Regions from separate parts of the Mus musculus genome. Here region 1 is linked to region 2. Evidence: chromatin contacts called from public Hi-C data. All regions are on one chromosome and are shown on one strand. The core of a region is the stretch at or near the end of the contact, and the rest is flanking DNA. Distances in the headings are between cores, read along the strand shown.

Region 1 (2,755 bases), core at 104-2,603, 77 kb before region 2:
ATTTGCATATTACTTGAATTAATGCTTTAAATATCATCTACACCCTGAAAGAATTCAGTGTGCATTCTGGGCAATAGAAAAATCCCAGGACGAAGAGAGTTTGTAAGCTGTGTCATGGTTTATAACTGTGAGATAGTTCACAGTTCTGAGAACCTTGATGTCCATGTTCACCTAGGTCCCAGAGTAATGACAGCGAAAAATAAAGAGGTGTCCAGAAGAAGGGTGCCATCAGAGATGGTGGCATATGTGTCAGCTTCTTTACAAAACAGTTCTGAATGTAAACACTAGTGAGCTATTACTCATTCTGATTCTATTTGTTCAAATTATGTATGGTTGCCTGCCTGTGAAAATTTCACACAGATTTTCTATGCACGTTTCATATATGATCTACAACATCCAGTAAGCACACAATGAATGCTTGTGGCTTATTCAACAGCCAGTGCCTCAAGCACTCTTTGATCCTTTTCCAGCAGCTTCCTCAATGTCTGCTTTCTCTTTTCACCCTGTCCTCTTCTGCTAGAGCAATGCCCTGACCGGAGGCACTGGATTCTCATTTCACTGGAATCCCAATATGGGATTCTGCTCCTACCTTTGGTTCTGTTGTAGGTGTGGGCAAGACTGTTATGTGTTTAAGCACAGCTTAGATGCCTTCTCACTTGGTGATTGGCATGGGTAATAAGGTCACCTTGAGCTTTTGTCTAGTTGCCCATTGTGAAGCACTGTGGTTGGCTACTGGGCTGGGAGAGATGAAGGTGTCTATCATCAGTGGATGGGGTATGGAAGGTTTCCTATAATGAACCTGATAGCTGAGTAGTCTAGTCTAAGCAAATGTTTATTATTCCACATATGTTTTTTAATTGCCTAAATGTTACAAGCCTTTCATTGCTCTTCAAAGGAGAAACGGAGTCTCGAGTCATATTTAGGGGAGGGGAGAAAGAGGGAAAGGGAATAAGAACAAGGCCAGAGAGGCCGAGGCTAAGGAGAAGAAATAAGTAGGAAGAGGAAACAGAAGAGAAGAAACAATGGTTCTAAGCAGAGCGGGAGGCCACCATGCACTTCGCTAGGCTAAGGGTCCTATCAATCAGCTTTCTGATAGATAACTCTCTATCTATCATCTCCCATTGATAGAAAGCCTCACTCAGCTGCCAGCAGCATATGGGATTCTAAAACCCACCCGCAAAATAACTTCATCCAATTTAAAGCAGCTCCCACAACAGACAGGAAAGAGGAGAGAAGAGGCCGGCAACCACAGCTGCCCCAAAGAGCAGGAAAAGCAGCGAGCATGCGTGTCTGAATGAGCCTCCTTCCCCTTGGGGACAAAAACAGACGCCTTAGCCAAGTTCAAAATGAAACTGCCTTTCCCTCCAGACCCCTCTGCTGCCGTCACTGTATAATTTACTGTAATTTACCAGCTCGTTGTCTGCATAGTTAATCTTCCTCTTTCGCATCTGGTATCTGTCTTCAGAAACAGTCTGGTGAGACATTCCGCAGAGGATCTTCATCTATTGTAGATTTAGAACATTCCAGGTCTGTTTCTTTAAACGTTGAAAGTGAAGGTGAGTTCAGGGAATTCTGGGACAGCAGGTGTGGGGATCCTGATGTCATCAGAATGAGTTAGGGCCAGACAGGGGGAAATAAAGGATGCTAACTTTTACAGCTAAGAAGGTTCTTAAAATCTGCTTGGCTGCCTCAGTTTCTACATGTGTCGGGCAGCTTTCACTGGGACCCTGAGCCTTCCTGGCTGAGTTGAAGCTGACTGTTCTATGACATCATTCAGGATTGCCTTAACATTTAATTTTTCCTCCAGATGGAAAAAAAATCGTTGATTCATTTCACAGAAATTTGTTGTAATTTGGGTGTTTGTCCCCAAACTTATGCATTGGAAACTTCATTTCCAATGCATCAGGGTTGGTAGGAAGGAGTTTAGGTCCTGGGGAGTGGAACTCTCATTAAATGGGATGATATCATTTCTCATGGGGGGGTTAATCTAGAGATTCGAGGCAATACGTCAAATTACCCCTCATATTTTGCCTCCTTTACCTGTGACACAACACACAGACCCTCACAGGATGCTAGCACTTGCCACTGGACTTGAGAGCCTTCATCCCAGAGCTTAATGTTCTCTCCATGTTCATTCTGCAGGATAGCAGGAAAAATTAAATGTTAAGGCAATCCTGAATGATGTCATAGAACAGTCAGCTTCAACTCAGCCAGGAAGGCTCAGGGTTCCAGTTGCAGCTTGGCTGCTCCTCATCCACTATAGTCAACTGTCCCTCTGCTGTGGTCTACAAAAATTCTAGAAAAGTGTAGAAATGAAGAGTAAGATGAACTGGTTGTCCATTAAGACAAAGCTGCAACCTTTAGCATTCTGTAGTTATGGCAAATACAGAATGAGTGGTCAACTAGAATTATAGAGAGCTGGGCATGATGGCACATGCTTTTAATCCAAGCTGTTGGAAGGCAGAGGCAAACAGAGCTCTGTGTGAGTTTCTGGCCAGCCAGGGCTGTGTAGTGAGCCTGTGTCTCAATCAATCAATCAATTAAAATAGATAATTATAAAAACACTAAACCTGAAGCCATAATATATACATGAACAACCTGGTGCCTCCTCTTCCCTGAGCTCTGAGGGGAGGGATTCAATGGAGACATCCCATTCAGAGCTGTGTGCCCCAAAGACTCTCTGTATAATGTCTGGCTGTGGGTCTCTGCATCTGCTGCAGGACGAAGCTTCTCTGATGATGGTTGAATAAGGCAC
Region 2 (2,749 bases), core at 107-2,606:
TAAAATCAATGCAGAAGAAAATGATGCTCGGGCTGGAGAGATGGCTCAGTGGGTAAGAGCACTGACTGCTCTTCCAAAGGTCCCGAGTTCAAATCCCAGCAACCACATGGTGGCTCACAACCATCTGCAATGAGATCTGATGCCCTCTTCTGGTGTGTCTGAAGACAGCTACAGTGTACTCATATATAATAATAAATAAATCTTAAAAAAAAAAAAGAAAATGATGCTCAGGGTAAAACGCCATTGCCTCTCCGAGGCGAGGCGCAGCTCACCTTCCCCATGACACTCCACAAGGGTACAGAGCACAGGGCAAGCTTTGGCTAACTCACTCCGGGGTATTGAAGGCTGGCATCCAGGGGCTTCTGTCCCTCAGTGCTACTATGACAACTGAAATTGCCCCCACAACTGCCTAAAGCTACTGATCAAGGCTCTGAGAGTCCACCAGTGAAATCAGCTAGACCAAAGAAGAAAGCGCAGGGCTTCTAGGTACAGTATCCAGAGAAAATAACTCACAAGACAGTGAAGCCACAAAACCACTTGTCCGTGATGTCAAGCTATTTTGTTTTAATTCACCAGCAAGTACCGATCCAGGAACTATGCACCTGACACCATGCTGGGCCTGTTAAAAACCAAGTTAGGGAGCCGTGGACTCTTGGTTCCTGTCCTGGGGAACTTCTAACCTCACTGGGGAGGGACCAACTAGAGTTAGTGGAAAACAACATGTCTGAATAAAGAGGTAAGTACAAGAGTCGGAAGTGGCACCATGTTCCTCACCGTGGACACCTGTGCTCTCTGCAGGGTGCGCTTTTATGAAGGCTCGGAGTTGGTGGCTGACTCTGGGGTCACCATAGACACCACCATGCGTGGAGGCCGACTTGGTGTGTTCTGCTTCTCTCAAGAAAACATCATCTGGTCCAACCTCAAGTACCGCTGCAACGGTAACCTTCATGCTGAGTGCCCCTCAACAGCACAGGGGAGCAACCAAGAAATCTTATTTCTATAACATGCATCCTCCCACCCCGCCCCCCCCCCCCGCCCCAAAGCCTCACCACCACGTGCGTGATGGTGATGTACCCTGCATAACATAAGAGGAAGGCAGAGCCAGGCTTTCCTGCTTCCCAAATCTGAAAATTGAAACCCATAGAATTTAACTGCATGTTTTAGAGTTAGGGGTTCGGTGAGAAATTCCGTCAGTTTAATTTACAGGCAGCCTTTCTTTTTCATTAGACTCAAACATAATCACAGACTAAAAAGGCACTCTGCCTGCTAATTTTCCCTAGGCCTATGAATAAGCCCTGCTGGGCTTTAAGCCAAGGATTTGCAACAAAGCAACCTGAAGTAGAAAATGGCTGCGAGCCTGTGGGAGTCTCAGGCGAGCTGACAGCGCCCCCTACAGGAGGCCTGGGCGGCATGTGGTGGCCATGATTCCAGCCTGGAAGGATCCTCATTAACTAACTACCACCCCGATTCTTGTTGCAGACACCATACCAGAGGACTTCCAGGAGTTCCAGACCCAGAGTTTCGACCGCTTGGATAATTGAGCCAAGAAGCAATCCCACAACTGCCTTCTCAAACACCAAAAGCAACATCTTTTTTAAAACTTCCTATAATTCTCTTTATATTATCATGGCTTTTCTTTTACCAGCCCAAATACGTCAAAACTTTTTATATGAATGTGGAAATAAAGAAGAGACTATTTCTAATAACCATGGTGCTCAGTCGTTTCTAATGGAAGCTCAGGCTTTGGTGATGTGTGTTGTTTTCTGAGGAATCCTTGATAAACTTACCAGATTGGTTTTATTCCCCCACCCCCACCCCCTTGAGTATGTACTGTGTGCCACGGAGCACGGGTATGAACCGGACAGCCAAACCAAAGGTCATTTCTGGGGTGACCCTATTTAGTGCCATGCTAAAGCCTGCTTTCTGTTCACACAGACTCCTCATTCTTGGAATGTAGTCTCCAGGGAAGCCCCCCACCCCCACCCCAGGCTTCGGGAGGAGGTGACATCCTGAGAAACCTGAACTAAGCTTGCCTTGTTCTTCTGACACCCTTCCCTCAGCCTTTCTGTCACCTCCTTCCACAGACACTTACGGATTTGGCTCCCCCTAGCGTCCTGTGAGTCAAATGGAAGAAAACAGATCTTGTCATTCTATGTCTGTCACTGTATTCAGATCCCACAGTACCAGGCAGGAAGCAAACAGCCAGTAAGCATTCGCTGGGCAGTGAAGGGAGAGTGGCTGCCTTTGAGGTAACAAAAACAGTGGGATGTAGGGTCTGGTGACAATGACAGTAGAGCCAGTCACCATGTGTACAGGGCAGAAGCTTTCTGCAGCTGTGTACTAGCCGATACTTTCCAGTAGTCAATCAAGATACCCAGAAATTTTATAAATCCCCTTGAGATTTAATTCTAAAGAAGTTTGGCAATTTATTTTATTATTATTTTATGGTTTTAGATGGGTTCTCATATAAACCAGACTGGTCCCAAACTCTCTGTGTGACCAAAGATCACCGTGAGCTTCTGGTCCTCCTGCCCCGACTTCTTCATACTAGGTTTAAAGGTATGCATCATACCTGGTTTCGTGTCCTGCTAGGTATTGAATTCTAGGCATACTAAACCAGCTGAGCCTCAACCACAGCTCAGCAATGTATTTTTCATTCCCATAATTCCCTAGAGTATCATAAATTATAAACATTCCTCCCACTTTTACCATGGCTATAGTATTCAGAGTTCACATGGCTGCCAATGAC

What was found. A called contact is a pair of places that touch in the nucleus more often than the background predicts.
Region 1: a Hi-C map of cortical neurons shows a contact between it and region 2, with 2.9 times the contacts expected there. The contact joins two enhancer-like sites. A contact is called at or near these places in 1 of 15 datasets of contacts at CTCF or cohesin (large pre-B cells) and 7 of 484 Hi-C or Micro-C datasets (the HL-1 cell line, cerebral cortex, cortical neurons and 3 more).

What each region holds. Positions count from the first base shown.
Region 1 is chr13:92,827,634-92,830,388 of GRCm38.p6, reverse strand. No RefSeq gene overlaps it. Among named protein-coding and RNA genes, the nearest start is that of Mtx3, 16 kb to the left of the region's middle. Within about 2 kb of position 1,353, at least 22 of the 459 cell types and tissues checked have an H3K27ac peak or open chromatin away from gene starts, as enhancers often do. A contact at or near this core is called in cortical neurons, where this site is marked.
Region 2 is chr13:92,750,543-92,753,291 of GRCm38.p6, reverse strand. It overlaps Thbs4 (thrombospondin 4), which reads left to right. Exons shown (of 22, transcript NM_011582.3): 21 at 799-938; 22 at 1,480-1,706. The coding sequence ends at 1,541. Among named protein-coding and RNA genes, the nearest start is that of Thbs4, 43 kb to the left of the region's middle. Within about 2 kb of position 1,356, at least 55 of the 459 cell types and tissues checked have an H3K27ac peak or open chromatin away from gene starts, as enhancers often do. A contact at or near this core is called in cortical neurons, where this site is marked.